6 separate regions of the Mus musculus genome follow, and all the other regions are linked to region 6. A link is a contact called in public ChIA-PET, Micro-C and promoter capture Hi-C data. All regions are on one chromosome and are shown on one strand. Each heading gives the region's core, a stretch centred on a gene start, on an enhancer-like site or on the middle of the called end of the contact. The rest is flanking DNA. Distances are from core to core; before and after follow the strand shown. Region 1 holds the start of Vps33a (VPS33A CORVET/HOPS core subunit). Region 2 holds the start of Denr (density-regulated protein). Region 3 holds the start of Tctn1 (tectonic family member 1). Region 4 holds the start of Vps29 (VPS29 retromer complex component). Region 5 holds the start of Atp2a2 (ATPase, Ca++ transporting, cardiac muscle, slow twitch 2). Region 6 holds the start of Orai1 (ORAI calcium release-activated calcium modulator 1).

What was found. Promoter capture Hi-C pulls out the DNA fragments that hold promoters and counts their contacts. Hi-C and Micro-C count contacts between places; a contact is called where the count stands out from the background. ChIA-PET counts read pairs in DNA pulled down with a chosen protein or histone mark.
Region 1: a promoter capture Hi-C map of pre-B cells shows a contact between it and region 6, with 3 times the contacts expected there. The contact joins the promoter of Vps33a here to the promoter of Orai1 in region 6. A contact is called at or near these places in 1 of 39 promoter capture datasets (pre-B cells) and 1 of 115 datasets of contacts at active chromatin or transcription factors (bone marrow-derived macrophages).
Region 2: a contact with region 6 is called in a promoter capture Hi-C map of pre-B cells, with 2.7 times the contacts expected there. The contact joins the promoter of Denr here to the promoter of Orai1 in region 6.
Region 3: a promoter capture Hi-C map of pre-B cells shows a contact between it and region 6, with 3 times the contacts expected there. The contact joins the promoter of Tctn1 here to the promoter of Orai1 in region 6. A contact is called at or near these places in 2 of 39 promoter capture datasets (liver and pre-B cells) and 2 of 9 other capture datasets (adipose tissue and liver).
Region 4: an RNA polymerase II ChIA-PET map of memory CD8 T cells shows a contact between it and region 6, with 15 read pairs. The contact joins the promoter of Vps29 here to the promoter of Orai1 in region 6. A contact is called at or near these places in 2 of 115 datasets of contacts at active chromatin or transcription factors (bone marrow-derived macrophages and memory CD8 T cells) and 1 of 9 other capture datasets (pancreatic islet).
Region 5: a Micro-C map of embryonic stem cells shows a contact between it and region 6, with 9 times the contacts expected there. The contact joins the promoter of Atp2a2 here to the promoter of Orai1 in region 6. A contact is called at or near these places in 1 of 39 promoter capture datasets (liver), 1 of 484 Hi-C or Micro-C datasets (embryonic stem cells) and 2 of 115 datasets of contacts at active chromatin or transcription factors (bone marrow-derived macrophages and pancreatic cancer cells).

The regions. Positions count from the first base shown.
Region 1 is chr5:123,571,495-123,574,291 of GRCm38.p6, forward strand. Vps33a (VPS33A CORVET/HOPS core subunit) reads right to left here and starts at 1,521. Exons shown (of 13, transcript NM_029929.3): 1 at 1,386-1,521; 2 at 1-48. The coding sequence starts at 1,487.
Region 2 is chr5:123,905,937-123,908,714 of GRCm38.p6, forward strand. It overlaps Denr (density-regulated protein), which reads left to right and starts at 1,339. Exons shown (of 8, transcript NM_026603.4): 1 at 1,339-1,430; 2 at 2,164-2,278. The coding sequence starts at 2,173.
Region 3 is chr5:122,263,066-122,265,795 of GRCm38.p6, forward strand. It overlaps Tctn1 (tectonic family member 1), which reads right to left and starts at 1,395. Exons shown (of 14, transcript NM_001039153.3): 1 at 1,073-1,395. The coding sequence starts at 1,304.
Region 4 is chr5:122,352,980-122,355,679 of GRCm38.p6, forward strand. It overlaps Vps29 (VPS29 retromer complex component), which reads left to right and starts at 1,349. Exons shown (of 4, transcript NM_019780.2): 1 at 1,349-1,497. The coding sequence starts at 1,495. It overlaps Rad9b (RAD9 checkpoint clamp component B), which reads right to left and starts at 1,226. Exons shown (of 13, transcript NM_001382853.1): 1 at 1,160-1,226. The coding sequence starts at 1,196.
Region 5 is chr5:122,500,812-122,503,511 of GRCm38.p6, forward strand. Atp2a2 (ATPase, Ca++ transporting, cardiac muscle, slow twitch 2) reads right to left here and starts at 1,414. Exons shown (of 20, transcript NM_001110140.3): 1 at 757-1,414; 2 at 120-137; 3 at 1-2. The coding sequence starts at 874.
Region 6 is chr5:123,013,627-123,016,337 of GRCm38.p6, forward strand. It overlaps Orai1 (ORAI calcium release-activated calcium modulator 1), which reads left to right and starts at 1,448. Exons shown (of 2, transcript NM_175423.3): 1 at 1,448-1,940. The coding sequence starts at 1,632. Gm2479 (a long non-coding RNA gene) reads right to left here and starts at 1,401. Exons shown (of 3, transcript XR_387710.4): 1 at 1,101-1,401.

The DNA.
Region 1 (2,797 bases), core at 271-2,770, 560 kb after region 6:
TGCGATCAGTCCAAATGGTCCTGTTAAGTACTCATCCCACACTATTGCCTGTAAGAGGGGAGAAGCACTCAGAAATTCCACCACCAGCAACAGAAAAGGCAGTTATAACCAGTAAGAATATAATTTTATAAGGTTTAATATTTTCCCTGCCCCACCCCCACTTTAATTATGTCTAGTTGTATGTGTCTGTGCCTGGGTATGTGCAGGTGGGTGCGGTTCCCCTCAGAGGCCAGATCCATCAAATTTCCAAGGATCTGGGGTTACAAGTGGTTGTCTGTAGGTGCCAGCAACTGATCTGGGCTCCTCTGGAAGAGCTACACTCCCTCTTCACCTCTAAGCCACCTTTCCAGAATATTCTTCTAAAAGTTAGAGTTAGGATTTTTAAAGGCTCTGGTCACATTATAGCCTAAGGGTCGAAAAGAACCTTCCACAAAGGGGGAAATTTCATGATACTGGCATCAAAGATCCCTGCTTCCTCCAGGAGAAACACTTTGTAAACCTGGTCCACACAATCTATTATATCTGATTTCGACATCATTTTCAGTTTAATACTGCCCCCTGTGATTTAATAATCTGCCTTTTTGACTCAATGACTTAGTTGGAGCTATGTTTACAAAACTGATTCTTTTTGGGTGGGTGGGGGTAGGGAGTGTTCTTGGTTTTTTCAAGACAGGGTTTCTCTGTGTAGCCCTGGCTGTCCTGGAACTCACTCTGTAGACCAGGCTGGCCTCGAACTCAGAGATCCGTCTGCCTCTGCTTCCCAAGTGCTGGGGCTAAAGGCGTGCGCCACCACTGCCGGGCCCAAAACTGATTCTTTGAGCATCTGTTTTGTTTTTTTCTTCAGATTAGAACTTCCCATTCCCTGTAGAGGGATGGGGTATGATTAATAAATCTCAGAATAGAGGGAAAAAATGCTTAAAAGAAAACCTCACAGCATGGCTCATGCCTGTAGTGCCAGAGGCGAGAGAAAGGAGGAGTGCCGGCAGGAACAGTCTATATAGCCAGGAATAGGCTCAAAAATAAAATGGAGAGCCGATCCCAGCACTCAGAGGCAGTGACAGGTGGATCTCAGTGAGTTCGAGGGCTACACAGCGTTACCCTGTCTCAAACACTGAGAGGAAAACAGGAAGAAAGGAAATTCTATGAAGTCCCCGATCTAGACAAAAAACGATCCATGTTGAAGTTACGAAGTGACAGCTTGTCTTTCACAAGCTGTGTGCCGAGGGCTGTGGGCGTGCGTGCTTCCAGGCTGGAAAGGACAACTGTCTCGCAGGTCGGGGAGCTCCCGGCCAGGGGCTGTCACTGAGCGGGCGACCTGATCGCCCCCACGGCCTCGCACAGTCCCGCCCGGCCAAGCTTGGTGGCGCCGGGGCCCTGTCCCTCACCTTGCTCCCAGCGCACTTGTCCAGGAACTCGCGCAGCTCCCGACGCACCGCCTCGCGCAGCACGTTCAGGTTCACTCGCCCGTACGACAGGTGCGCCGCCATCTTGCCCGGGCACCCGCATTTCCCCAGACGCCGCCTGCGTCACGTGACGGGACGTTCACGTGATCCGAGTCGCTGAGGCACATTGAACGCGAAAGGCGGAGTCCTGCTGACAGTGATGCTCCTTCAAGGTCCTAGTGCGCATGCGAGGAGGAGTCCCCTCCCCGCCCCTTTCTAAAGTATTTCCCTACCATGCCTAAGAATGGTGAGCAGTGAAAATTGACTTTGTTTGTTTGTTTTCGAGACAGGGTTTCTCTGTGTAGCCCTGGCTGTCCTGGAACTCACTCTGTAGAACAGGCTGGCCTCGAACTCAGAAATCCGCCTGCCTCTGCCTCCTAAGTGCTGGGATTAAAGACGTGAGCCACCATCCCCAGGTCTTAAGGATGGAATTTAGATGTTATTTGTCGCGTTTAAAAGCACCATCCTTGTGTCTTCACAGCTAGAATACTGGTGTAAAATGGCGATCGAGGCCAAACTACAAAATGCACCTTACTACACCCAGTAAGTGGTTCAATCGCAGAGCAAGCTTATCTCTCCAAGTTCAAGGCCAGCCTGGTAAACATAGCGAGCTCCAGGACAACCAGGGCTACACAGTGAGACCTGTCTCCACATAAACAAACAATAAATGGACTGGAGAGATGGTTCACCAGTTAAGAGCACCTGCTGCTCTCCCATAGACCAGGTTCCCAGGATCCACAGTATAGCTCGTGACCATCTGTAACTCCGGTTCCAGGGTGTTGTGTTTTATAAAACAAGAAAAGGAAGCCAGGGATATGCTTGATAGAGTGAGGTATGGTGAGGTGGAAGGTGGTGCCTCTGCGAGCTTATGCTGAGACATCCCTTCCCCATGAGGTAACAGCCATATGACGGATATAGTATGGAATAGAGTTTATTTAGGGCATGGGGAGATGGGGAGGGGAGTTGAGGAAGGAGGTGGGGAGGGGAGAGGAGGGAAAGGGGAAGGGAAAGAGAGAGGGGGAGAGGGAGAAAATAGAGGCGTAGAGGCCGGCCAGGAACACGTGGAGACAGACAGGAAAGGGGAAAGGAGAGAGAAGGGAGAGGGAAGAGAGAAGGTAAGAGAGTGGGGGGGGGGGGGCCGCAAGCAGCCTCTTTTATATTGAGTCAGGCACACATGGCTGTTGCCAGGTAACTGCGCAGCAGAGCCTGGAAGAAATGCTAACACGGGATCTAGTGCCCCTTTCTCACCTAGGAGAGCAAGGCACACAGCACTGATAGATACTTTCAGGCAAACACAGTTTAAAAAATAAGAGAGAGAGATGGCTTAGTGGGAACACGCTGTTCTTCCAGAGAAC
Region 2 (2,778 bases), core at 89-2,588, 890 kb after region 6:
ACACACACACACCACACCCACACACACATACACACACACACACACCACACACACACACACACACACACACACACGAACACTCATCCACACACCCACACACATATATACAGGGTTTCAGGGTTTCTCTGTGTAGCTCTGGCTATCCTGGAACTTGCTCTGTAGATCAGGCTGGCCTCAAACTTAGAAATCCACCTGCCTCTGCCTCCTGAGTGTTGGGATTAAAGGTGCATATCACCCACCATGCTTAGCGAAATGTACATCTTTGCTGTGTGGGGTTTTTTTTTCCAGTCTGTAGATTAAACCCAGAGCCTTGTACGTTCAACACAAATGCCCTACGCTTACAGGCCAACAGCTTTGAACTTTGTAGACTAGGTTGGCCTAAAACTCAGACATTGGCCTGCCTCTGTCTCCCAAGTGTTGGGATTAGGGCTGGGCCTGTAACTCAAGGCAGAGCTCTTCTGTAGCATTCACAAAACCCTGGGTTCAATTCCCGGCACCAAAGGAAAGTTCCGGGAGGGGGGCCATATTTGGGTAGCTTAGTTCATGAAGGTGATGTTAAAAGCAAAAACGCAATGGTCTTTCTACCAGGCCCTTTCTGAGCTCCGAAAGTGTCCCAGTGCTATTCCTGTTTCACAAGTGGGACTTGGGCTGAGTATGCAGATGAAGGGATTTCCCCAAACTAAAAACAAGGAAGCAAAATTTAGACAAGGACCCGTGTGGTTAAAACCAGAAATCCTGAGACCGGATGGGAAAATCCCCGTTATAGAACACGTAGAAGGTGAAATATGCAAAAAGGAGCATATGGGAACAGTCGTCAGCCTGATGAAATAAATTCAAACAGTAATTAATATGACCTTTGCACGAGTAATTCCTATTTAGGGAATCGGAATGAAATAAAACCCTATGTCTCATTCAGCCACCATCTCTACGCCGTGGGGTGACTTATGCATCAGGCTAGTTAGTGGTTAGTCGGGACACTAGGATGTAGCCCAGACACTGGGGCAAGGCTGCCCACATCATTAATAGAGAGTCACCTGTGACTCAAGAACCTCTGCGCCAGTCCAGTCCACGCCCCACTGCGCAGGGACAGCCTGAGCCGCTGGCTCCCCCTTTGCCAATGGATAGCCAGCGCCCCCTACCGTCCGGCCGCCTCTACGCAACTCGGTCCCGTTTCCCCACCCCACACCCCTTCCCCCGGGCTCCACGCATGGGCGCATGCTCCTCCCTTTTTGGGCCCCGCCCACCCCGGCACGGTGGCGTCTCGCGACATCCTCCTAGCGGCTGGCCGGGGATATCGCGATAAAGGCTCATTGTCTCGCGCGAGCGCGCCCCAGCAGCGAATTTCGGGGCAGCCGTGGCCGGGAAGAGGAGTTGCATGTGTCGCTTCAGCTGGCGGGAGCGGAGGCGGCGGGGGCCGTGCGACCGGCTGGGTAATGAGCGCTCTCATTCGCGCTGCTGCGGCGGCCTCCCCGGGAGCTGGCGGCGCTGCCGAGGCGGCCCAGGCGCTGCCTAAAGCAGGAAGGGGGCCGGGCCGGGCGTCTCCACGCCCGCCCACATGGGGGCCTCCTGTGGAGTCCCCGGGATGTCCCCCTTAGCCCAGCCTTCCAGCGGGCTACCTGTCCTTTTCCCCAGGCCTGGCCCGATTTCCCCTCCCCAGGCTGTGGCATTGCCGTCCTTGTCCCTGGCTTGGTCTCTTTTCGGGATTTTGCTGTCGCCGCACCTTGCATTCTGGGCACCTCGAGTGACTTCGTCCCTGTCGTGCCAAGGTGTCCATAGCCTTTTAACTGCAGGCTGCATCCCTCCCATAGCAACCTCAGACCTGCCCCGTCTCTGTTGAAGCCACCAGCCCAACTCTGTCCCCCTTACTGCTTCCTCTTTTCCTCTGGTGTCCCTTTTTGCCCCTGCCCCAACACAGCCTTCATGGCCCCATTTAATTCTCGCTTCCCTGTAAACCCGTGGATGCAGGTAGATGAGGCTCCAGTTGATCATCAGTGACTCTAATGAGACTTCGTGTCCTTCTTTTAATAGACTCAAAACAGCTTTGGTGTTTGGGGGATACACAGTGGAAGCTAAGACTGCACCCCACCCCCAAGGCTGCTTATTTGGGGGGCGGGGGTCGAGCTTCTCAGATAGTGAAGTCGTGTGTGTCATTCTTGTTTCCAGGTTTGTGAGATGGCTACTGACATTTCTGAATCCAGCGGGGCGGATTGCAAAGGCGATACGAAGAACAGTGCCAAGTTAGATGCGGATTACCCTCTTCGAGTCCTTTATTGTGGAGGTAAGTGTTGGAACGACTGGCTCGCTGGTTTTTATACCTGATATTGATAGTTTCACATTTGGTCGTGTTCGCTCCCCCAACTGTCTTGGTTGTTGGGTGGATTCTTAGTTGAAGAGGGGGGGAGCCTAGTGAGGACCCATGGGTTGGTAGATGACTCCTTCTTTTCCAGGGTCACTTGGGTCTTGCGTCCTGGCCTGGAGGAGTTTCCTGGCCAATTGAAGTAGAGAGATACCAGGAGCCTGATCCCAGCCTGACTGGTGTTCCTTTGTAAGGAAAGCTTGTTGGAAGCTAAGGAGCCTTGGGGATAGTGAAGGATGGAAGAGCTAAGGTACAGAATCCTAAAGGAAATGAAGCAGGGCCTGGAGCTGTTGCTTGGTGGCACAGCACTTGTCCAGACAGTTCAAAGCCTCTACATTCAGTCCCAGTACTGGAGTGAGGAGGGGTCTGGGGGGAGCTTGATGTCTGACTAGAATCTTGAGTGGGTTTATTCTCCCCCACTA
Region 3 (2,730 bases), core at 145-2,644, 750 kb before region 6:
AAAACCAAAACAAAAAAACAAGCTCTAGAGATGGGAGGCAGGCTGGGAGGCCCACACCTGGGAATCTCAGCAACTGGGAGGCAGAGTCAGGAAGATGTCAGGTTACAGGCCAGTCTGGGTCACTTAGCAAACCTGTCAGGAACAAAGTTAGGAAAGAAGGCGAAGGCAGGAGACTGGAATGGTTCTAGAACAGGCTGGGGAGATGGCTCAGGAGTTAAAAGCACATACTGCTTGTATACAGGACCTAACTTCTGTTCCCAGGACCCAAGTCAGCCAGCTCTCAAACAAACTCCAGCTCCCCACTTCGGTTCTCCAAGGGCGCCAATATATATCCACCCCATCCTCACAAACATATACAAATATGCACACACAATTTAAAATACTTTTTTAAGATTTAGAAAAAATTCCCCCCGAAAGTGGTATAACGCTCTGGAAAGGCACGAAGGGAAAGGGGAGTTTTATTGATAAATGAAAAATGCTTTCTTAGTCCGAAAGACAAATTAGCTCCTCCTTGACTAGGTCCTCTCTAGCCATGGACAACTGCGCGTACTCACTAAAAGAACGCCATACTCCCTTCACTGGGATGGGTAAAAGGGAGAGAGCAATTAAGTCCACTACCTCATGTGTTTAAATTTACAACCACGAATTGTTGCCAAAGCTTCAAATTCCGAGCGGTAAGTAGATACGGATGAAACAGGTGTGTTTAATAACTCCATTTAGCTGGTAAAAAATGTCTAAAACGCACTTAATCACCCTGAAAATATCTGCTGGGCTCTCAGTAATCTAGACACAACTGGGATGCCCATGTCCGTGTGTCTGCGTGGAGAGGACGAAGATCCACTTAGCACTCTTTCTTCTACCAGTACTGCCTTCAACTCATTCTGTAGGTTTCTATCTAGTACCCCACTGCAGCCGTCTGCAATGATGCGGAAAAGGGAGTAACTGAGCCCCGCCCTCCGCATTTGTGTGCCAGAGATCCGATCTCCCCCTGAGGGTAACGACAGGGAGGCTGAGAAGGGGGTAACTTTGAGCTGGTGTACCCGCTCCAGGGGGGTCACCCCTTTGTACCCACCGTCCGTGACCGGGGTAGGCCTGGGGCCAGAGCGCTCCGGTGCCCTGGGAGTTCCCGGGGTCCTAGGCGACAGGGAGGGCTGCAGAGTGGTGGGGGTGGCCTTGGTGGAATTGAGATCCTCCTTCGTCACTGCTGGGGTGGCCGCAGCCGGGATGGCAATGACCTGGGTGCTCGAAGAGGTGTAGCAGTTTAGGAGCACCAGCAGGAGCGGCGGGAGACCCCGCGACCCCATGGCCTAGCAGAGTAGCCCGCGCCGGGGAGCTAGGCCCGTCTGTTGCCCGGGCAACAGTCACAGCCTAGCGCTAGGTATCACGGGAAAGGGCTCGCGAGGCCAAACTGGTCTGCGGAAGAAGGTGGGGCCTGAAGTCAGACCCGCGAATGGGGCGGGAGCTGGGCGAGGCTATAGGCGGGGCCTGGGCGGAATCGGAGAGGAGGGGCGGGGCCGGTGGGGGCGGGGTATGAGACAGCTCTTTCTAAGGAGCCCTCAGAAAATCGGAAGATGTAAACTTCTGTTGTGACACTTTGGGTGCTGCGTGGTTGTTTTTTTTTTTTTTTTTAAAAATGTAGATTCCCAGCTATAGCCTCACAGAATTCGGAGTCAGTCAAGACTAGGGCAGAGCCTAGAAGAGAGTATTTCTAATAAAAGACCCGCAGCGCATGTTTAGAAGTGACTTGGTTCCTTTAAGTTACATTGAATTTCTTACCCCATGTAACACTTTCTTTACTTTCTTTGCCTTTGGATACATCGCAGGAGGTCGCCAGAGCACTTCTGTCCACGGATTTATTTATGATAAGAGAAACAAAAGAATTCTTAACTTTTTGGTTCTTTTAGACGGGATCTCTCTGTGCCTGACTAATCTCGAACCCAAGGCAGCCCTATGTCAGTGCCTCATGCCAGGCATGCACCACCGCATCCAACCTCCATATCTGCCTTTATGATTATATCATTTGGAATGTTCTTCTCATCGTGTGTGTGTGTGTGTGTGTGTGTGTGTGTGTGTGTGTGTGTGTGTGTTTACTGGTAGGGGGAGGATGGGGGAGGAATTTGAGACAGGGTTTCTCTCTGTAGACCTGACTGTCCCAGAATGCACTCTGTGGACCAGTCTGGCCTCGAACTCGGAGAACCACCTGCCTCTGTCTCTCAGGTATTTTTTAAGGGTTAGTTATGTTTTGTTTTGTTTTGTTTTTTGTATATGGTGTTGTGTCTGTATGTATGTACACCAGCAGAGGGCATCAGATCCCATGAGACAGTCATAGACATGACATGAGCCACCAAGTGGTTGCTGGGAATTGAACTCAGGACCTCTGGAAGAGCAGCCCAAGCTCTTAACCGCTGAGCCATCTCTCCAGCCCTTCCTTAAGTCTTACAGCCCTGTGCTTCAAATCATTCTGTGAAAAGTTCTCAAAATCCTTTTATCCAGTCTCAAGCCTCAATGTAATTTTCTGACATTTGACTTCAAGGTGTAGACTGTTATCTGCTCATACATTTCGAAAGCCTTAGGGGACAGTGGGGACTCATTTGTTAGTTTCTTTCTTTCTTTCTTTCCATCATAATTCACTGAGTCCATCTAGGGGCTAGAGAGATGACTCAGCCATTAGGAGCCCTTGCTGCTTGGAGAAGACCAGGGTTTAGTTCTCAGCACCAGCATGGTGGCTTC
Region 4 (2,700 bases), core at 99-2,598, 660 kb before region 6:
GCTGGAAACTAAGTGGTTAGCACTTGCATCCATTCATGGGCTATCCATACGACAACAGCATTGAGCATCTTGGCTTCCAACATGCTAGGCTAGGTTAACATGTTGTTAGACTATAACGATCTCAACTTTGATGCTGTGTCAAGCCTTAGCAAAGTGCATCACTATGAGAGGAGGCACCATGACAGGAATTCACCACACGGTGTCCTAATTGTATGTGATGCCACAGAGCTGGAAACAGTGGTTTGAAATCCTTTTTTCCTGAATATGTCCGAACAATTTCCCGTTAAGTGATTACACTGAACTTTTTGGTCAAGATACACCTGGGAGTTAAACTACTCAGCCGATCCACACAGCGTTTTATAGACTAATTTACATTAGGAAATGCCGTATACCCTTACCTACATACACAGTAAGACTTCAATAAATATGCATCGACATAAAATTCAACATTATTTCTCCTGCAAGCCAATTTCCGTGCTAATGCTCTCATTCATTTTGAGTTCTCCCAACCTCTGAAGGGGGATGGTACACTGGCCCTTCTTTGGTCTGTCTACACACAAACCCGGTCCCCAGCCCAAGCATCCCACCCCCCTTATAAGGCTATGTATTATACAGTTCTCCACACAGTCTTTCTAATTTCTGATCTCACTACATGGACTTTTTATTTAGCCCATGCTTCTAACAACCTCTATCAACGAAGGGGCTAATATTAGTCTCATTTTTCGACTGAGGGACAGAGAGGATTGTTCGAGATTATATATTAAAACAAAAACAAAACCCAACAACAATAAAAAAAATGTCTCCGGCAGAATGTCGAATAAAGCAGCAGGTTGGTTTTCCCACAGCTCAAAAATACTTTTGCTGGTCAAGTATTATTTCCCCCCTTGAATTCTCTCCACATCAGCCCTCCTCAATCCGAGTTTAAGGCCCAATGGCACAATTCTTTTCTCGGTCACCGAATTAAACCCTGGACATAAATCAAATGGAACGGGGCTGGCATGCTCTTCGAAGCCCAGCATGGCCCTCGCGAGGCGCGCTATGGCAGCTTCAGTCGTGGCGAAGAATGGCGGAGGAGGCCGAAGAAGACGATGGATAAACCCTGCACGAGGCGTTAGACTTTTCCCTCTTCTAAGTAGCAAAGCAAGAATGGCCGCTCCACCTTTCACCTGGCCGCCCGTCATCCCGCACTTCAGCATGGCTACGGGCAGAGCAGGCATGGAGGGCGCAAGCGCGCCAGCCGCGGGTGCCCGGATGTTGCCCCCGCACTTTCCGCGAGCTCAGCCTTTCCTTTGCCCCGCCCACGAGCGATTTCTTGCAGCGCCGGGTTTTTTTTTTTTTTCCCTTGACGGGAAATGACCCTTACGGGCCCCCGTAAGACAGGCTCTTGCCAACTTCGCGTCTCATTGGTGGCGGAAGAAGTGGGCGGGTCGACCGAGGAGCCTGAGGAAGAGGGCGGCGGCGTTCGTGGTGATTGAACGGAGCCCTGGTGACAGGATGGTGAGCCCCACGGCGGCTGCTACCCGGGTGGGGCCGGGATGCTGCGGCGTCCGGTTGAGGGAGTGGGGTGGGGGCGCGAGGAGGATCCGGGTGGCCGCGGAGTTGGAACGGGAGGACCGCGGCTGGTTGAGGGTGCGGCTCGGCCTGATGTCGCCCCCTCGCCCCAGCGGCCAGAGGGCGTGCGAGGCGGACCCGGCGGCCGGACCCGGTCACGAGATCGGCTCCGGCAGTCGGTGTGACCGCACGTCTCTTCCCTCCTGGTCCTTCCCGGCTTGCTGGGGGTAGCCGGCCTCGGGGCAGAGCGCGAAGTAGCCGTCGCACTGGCCGCCACTCCGGACGGGGACCCGGAAAGGGGACTGCTCGTCTCCTGTGGCCGCTGCGGCCCCATTGAGCGATGTCGTGGGGATCGTTTGGAGCCTGCGGAGATGCGCGGGGTTGTTCGGAGAGCCTTAGCTTACCCAGTCTGCATCAGACCTTTAGGCCCGTCCCCCCCAATAGATTGCTGTCCCTACGACTTTTCTGTGCAGACACGTCCTTGTAATCCGATTTTCGAAGGCACTCTTTGCTCTCTAAAGTTGGGGGGGGGGACTGCTGTTTGTCCTGATGAAGGTTAAAGTGAAGGCACCTCACTGGCTGCTGGGCACGCGTTGCGTTTTTCACAGATTATCCTTGTGCAGACAACCTTTTAAAAAGGTGGCCTAGCAAACACAGAAGTGGATGCTCACAGTCAGCTAATGGATGGATCACAGGGCTCCCAATGGAGGAGCTAGAGAAAGTATCCAAGGAGCTAAAGGGATCTGCAACCCTATAGGTGGAACAACATTATGAACTAACCAGTACCCCGGAGCTCTTGACTCTAGCTGCATATGTATCAAAAGATGGCCTAGTCGGCCATCACTGGAAAGAGAGGCCCATTGGACATGCAAACTTTATATGCCCCAGTACAGGGGAACGCTAGGGCCAAAAAGGGGGAGTGGGTGGGTATGGGAGTGGGGGTGGGTGGCTACGGGGGCCTTTTGGTATAGCATTGGAAATGTAAATGAGATAAATACCTAATAAAAAATGGAAAAGAAAAAAAAAAAGGTGGCTTTATAAGCCGTTCCAAAGGTATATGCTTAAATTCACTGGATTTTGGCATCTAAAAGAGAATTATTTTGCTTTAGACTCCAGTTTAAAGTAGACTAGTTCTTTGATGGCAATTTG
Region 5 (2,700 bases), core at 164-2,663, 510 kb before region 6:
TCCTGTTAGAAAAGGAAAGGAAAAAAAAAAAAAAAAAAAACAAACCATTTGTTTCAATTGTCCACATCAATCAGCCTGCACACATCATCTCTCCAAAATAACATGTTAATATTATTTACCTTCTTCAGCCGGCAATTCTAGAAGGCCGAAATTCGACAGCAACGTGTCAGGAGGAAAGCAGAAAGAAAAATGAAGATATTGTATTAGCGCTTTTATTAAAAACTGCTAAATTCACCACCATCGTTGTCTGAATGGCGGATATAGGTGTATGAACGTACAACAATCTGTCTCCACTTTGATACCCCGAGAAAATTATTCAGCCCTGGTAATCAGTGGCCTCGGAACTGCCCGTAAGCCCTCTCCGGCCTCCAGGACCATGCAGTCATTTCAGCTGGGTCATCACTTCTGCCAGATGTGCAACTTTGGGGAGCACAAGAAACGGTCCGAGGGTTTCTCAACAACATCGACGCCTCATAAATCCGCGGGGGACTCAGCCCAGCCGCAGGAACCTCCTCCCTCCTTCCCACTCCCTCTCCCCCCCCCCCAATCCGACTCGCTGAGCGCCGGCCGGGAAGGTCACCGGCTCGAGACCCCTAGAGGTCGGCGATGGCCCAGACCCGCGCGTGGACCGCCCGGCCTCTCGCAGCCGTCGGGCGCCGCGCCGAGCCAAGCCCCACGAGGTGGAGCCGGGTCAGCCATCTTCCTTGGCGCTCGGGCCCGCGCCGCGCCGCTGCAGCCCCGGCGCCCCGCACCTACCGTTGGAGCCCCATCTCTCCTTGAGCTTCTTGACCTGCTCCAAGCTCAGCCCCGTGCTCTCGTTGACCCCGAAGTGGCCCAGCACCTCCTCCACGGTCTTTGTGTGAGCGTTCTCCATGGCTGCGGGGGCCCCGGCCGGCCTCGCCTCGCGTCCCCGCGGCCTCCTCGCCTACCGCCTCGCACTCCGGCCGCGGGCTCGTGCCACCGCGGGCGCCCGGGCGCGGACAGCTGTCCCCTCCTTTTTCTTCTCCTCCTCCTCCTCCGCGGCGGCGGCGGCCGCTTCCGCCTGACCGGGGCGCTGAATCACCCGAGCCCCCTCCCCCAGAAACCGCCGCACGCGGCCCGGCCTCGCCGAGCCCGCCCGAGGGACTGCGAGCCTCCCGCCCCGCCGCGAGTGTGGGTCGCTTCAGCAGCTGCCAGCCGGCCGCGGGCAGCGCAGGCCCCGGGCGCTGCGCCGAGGAGACGGGGCGCAGATGAGGAGCGGCGCCGGGCCGAGCCCTCGGCGCCGGGAACCGCGAGGCAGGCGACGGGAGAGGAGCTGCGCGGCGCGCCGGCCCGAGCCCCTCAGCTCTGCACCCCCGACAGCGGCGGCGGAGGGAACTGCGGCGGAGGAGACGGGAGGTGGCGGCGTCGGGGACGGCTCCGCGGAGGCTGCTCTAATAGCATTTATCCGCCGCTGCCTCCCCTCTCGCCGCCGCCGCGGCATGTGGACGCCGCTCATTGGCCGAGAGAGCCCCCAGCGCGGCGCGGGCGGCGCGGCCCCGCCCCCTCCTCCGGCGCCCTCCCGCGCGCGCGCACCGCGCGCCCACGCCGCCAGCAGGCCCCGCCTCCTCCCGCGCGCCGCCCCCCAGGAACCCGGATCGAGGCCGCGCGCGGCGCCTGTGCGCGCGCACGGGGCCAGGGCCACCTCTGCGTCCACGCTGTGCTCGATGCGCTGCGGCCACCGGCGCGGGCGGAGGGTGAGCCTGACTTTTCCGGGGCCACGGCTTTTCCCGTATCGACCGCGCGCGGGGATAGAGCGCGGAGTTCACGGGTGGGCGCTCTGTGCTGGTTGCCCTGCCGCTGAGGTTGGGGACTGGCTGGGACCGCGCATTGGCAGGGAGGCTCGGGAACGCAGGGGGGCCGAGGCGCGCTCGCACTGGTGTCCTTGGCTTGCCTCCGCGTCCTGGGCAGCGCGAGCCGTGCTCTGCATCCTAATGTCTCCTTCAGAGCCCCCCTCAGCAACCAAGGGGAGGAATTCCGCAGTTCCCTTCCCACACAGCCAAAAGCGCTCATCTGTCGCCTCGGGAACACCGCATCCCACACCCCCAGCCGAAAGCCTCATCTCCATCGCACGCCAACACCAGCCCTTCCTTCCCCTGCGGGTTCTGTGCCCCGACAGGGAATCCCACTCTTGGGGGAGGAAGGAGGAAGTTTTATTTCGTTTTTAGTAGCTCACACAGCCTTTGACACACGTCTGCATAGAAGTCACAGGTTATGCTGTAGCAGCTATGCTAGGTGGCTTGGCTTTGGCTTCCAAATGATGGCTGCTATATAAGACTTCCACTTCCCCCAATGCGAGAGAAGGAGCCTTCAATCCCAAATCTATTCTTAAACCACAGATCATCTGTTGTTTCTGTGAGGTCTGTACAGAGCCTAGCATGCAAGGTAATTTTGCCAATATAAAGAGGCTATACGGAGCCCGCCTGTGATCCCACGAACAGAAGTGGAAGCCACGGGATCAAGAGTTCAAGGTCATGGACAGACACTGAAGGAGTTTAGGAGCAGTCTTCCACGTTGGACCTTGTCTAAAACATACAAAATAAATTTAAAAAGCAGAGGAATGTGGGAAGCCATACTTAACAGGGAGGAGGCCCTTTGCATTGAATTTGCAAATATCTTCACAAAATGCGGCTTCATGAAGGGCATAGATTGCAAAATAAAGCATTTCATCTTCTTGAGTGT
Region 6 (2,711 bases), core at 198-2,697:
GGATTAAAGGCTTGTGCCACCATGCCAGCCCCAAGTTCTCAATCTTTGTAAACCTGGGAAGGCAGCAGCTAGGGGAATCTCAGAAACTCCACAGGAGGCCTCTCTTTTGTGCCATGTGGTTGAGTGAAGGGCTGCCCTCTAGCGGTTGTACAAGAGTTTAACTCTCACACTGTTAGACCTGGAGTGCCACACCACATGCTTAGGATTTATTTGACTGGGATCTAAATTTATCATTTGTTCTTGTTTTTCCCACATGTATTCAGTCAACAAGCATTTCTTCAATGTGGAGTATGTGCCAAGAAACATTCTGAAGGCTGGGGGTTAAAGCGGTGAGACTGCTCTTAACGTGTCCTAAAGTTCCTTAGCCCAGTGCCCTCCCTACCTTACCGGTATCTCCTGAGCCCCACCCTGAACCTCCCTATTTTCCTCTTCCCTTAGGTCCTGGCGCCTATCTTGCTGGCCCAGGTCTCAGCTCAGATGAGACTCCCAAGGTGTGAACCTTTTTAGTCTGCCTCCTGCAGAATAGAAAACGCTACGGAGGGGTCTGGGAATGGCAGGCACAGGCTAATGGCAGGCACATGCTAATGGCAGTAGTCCAGAGGCTTGGGCAGATGGCTCTTTGTGAGTTCGAAGCCAGCCTGGTCTATATAACAAGTTTCAAACCAGGCAGAGCTATGTAGTCTCAAAAATAAATAAATACAAACGGGGGCTAGCATTCTAAAATTAAAATAAAAACCCTGTTACTATCCACCTTTTTTTATCTTTTTTTTTTCTGTACACATTTACAGTCTCCTGAACTATAATTGACTCGATGTTTGTGTGTCTTTTCTACAAGAGTGTTGGCTGCAAGGGTGCAGGGAATTTTGTCCCTCTTGTGTTTCGAGGCAAGGGCTCACTCCTCCTTCAAACTCATTGTTTTCCAGTCTCCTCTATGCTGGGACTCCAGGCACGCATAACATCTTCGGGATCGACTTTGTCCGTCTCAATCACAAGCCTACACCCTGCCCTCGGTGCCTGGGACCGTGTTGGCACCCAATAGACGCTCAATAACCGCTCACTGAACTCTAGTAGCCCTCCGCTTGCTCTTTTTTCCAACAGACCTTTTGCCACCTTGTTCCAAGGAGGAAATAGGCCTCAGGAGGCGCCCAGAGGTGACCTCGGATGGCCTAAGTCAAGAGCTCCGGGAGCAAAGCCACAGGAGCAGCTGCAAAGAGAAGCGAGGCCTGACAGCGTGGGGCGCTTCCAGGAAGGCGAGCCAGGGGCTGGGGGCGGAGCCGTCGGAGGCGGTGCGGGGTACGTCACTCGCACGGACACCGCCCACCGCCTTGTGGGCGGGGTGTGTTCGTGGGTGTGGCGTATGCAAATAACCTCGGGTCGCCGGCCAATCGTGGAGCTCGCGGAGGTGCCGGCTTGGGACCGGACGCCGGTCGGCACGCAGGCTCCGGTCGCGGCCGCTTGGAACTTGCGGAGCGGTTCTGCAGCCAGTGCCTCGGCCTTCGGATCCGGTGCGTCCGGCTGCGGGAGACCGGCTCGAGTGGGAGGCCGGCGGAGGTGCGGCGCGGCCCGGCCCGGCCCCGGGGCCGCAGCCTTCTCAGGCGCTCGCCGCCAGCCGCGCCTTCGCAGCGTACTCCATGCATCCGGAGCCTGCCCCGCCCCCGAGTCACAGCAATCCGGAGCTTCCCGTGAGCGGCGGCAGCAGCACTAGCGGCAGCCGCCGGAGCCGCCGCCGCAGCGGGGACGGGGAGCCCTCGGGGGCCCCACCGCTGCCGCCGCCGCCACCCGCCGTCAGCTACCCGGACTGGATCGGCCAGAGTTACTCCGAGGTGATGAGCCTCAACGAGCACTCGATGCAGGCGCTGTCCTGGCGCAAGCTCTACTTAAGCCGCGCCAAGCTCAAAGCTTCCAGCCGGACCTCGGCTCTGCTCTCCGGCTTCGCCATGGTGAGCTCGGGCCTCCCTGCCCTCCTCCCCTCTTCCTGCTTCGGCCGCTCCCGCCCGCAGCCCCGACGGGGCCCACAGTTGGGAGCGGGCTGGGCGTGCCTGGGGTGAGGGGAAGAGCTGGGGAAAGCTGTCCTAGGCGCCGGAGGGGAGCCAGAGGCTGCTGAGCTGTGAGGGCGAGGTGGACGACCAGAGATAGAGATACCCACGCGCAGGTGTTTTTAGACGGGCACCTTGTCGCGGCAAAGAGGTTAGGGTTACAAAGAATGTTGCTTTCATGAAGTTGCTATGTAAGAAGTCTGCCCTGCATGTAATCAGGGGGACAAGAAGGATGCAAAAGGTCCAGCCCACTGAGGACAGGTGTCAGGAGATGAAGATGAGCTACATTGTGGCCGCGCCTTCTCGCACACCTAAGGCCGGAAGGTATTAACAAGACTTTATCAAATATTGGAGGGGATTTCCCAATACGTTCCACCTCCCCATACTCCACTAACTCTTACTCCCTTTTACACTCCCCACCCCACCGCATTTTCCAAGAGCCTCAGCCTAGGGGTTGAGTGCCACTCCCCACCCTCATTTTCTTCTCTAGAAACTTGCCTCTGAGTCACTGGGTGTGGGGGAGGAGGGTGGGACATGTTCCCCTTGAAAGGGCTCTTGCTTGATGAAGAGGTAGGCATATTTTCCTCCCCTCAAGTCCCAAGAAGGTGGTACGAAGCCTCTGCAGGAGGCGCCCCTGGAGGCTGCAGGTTAGGCACCAGACCTTAACTCTAGGAA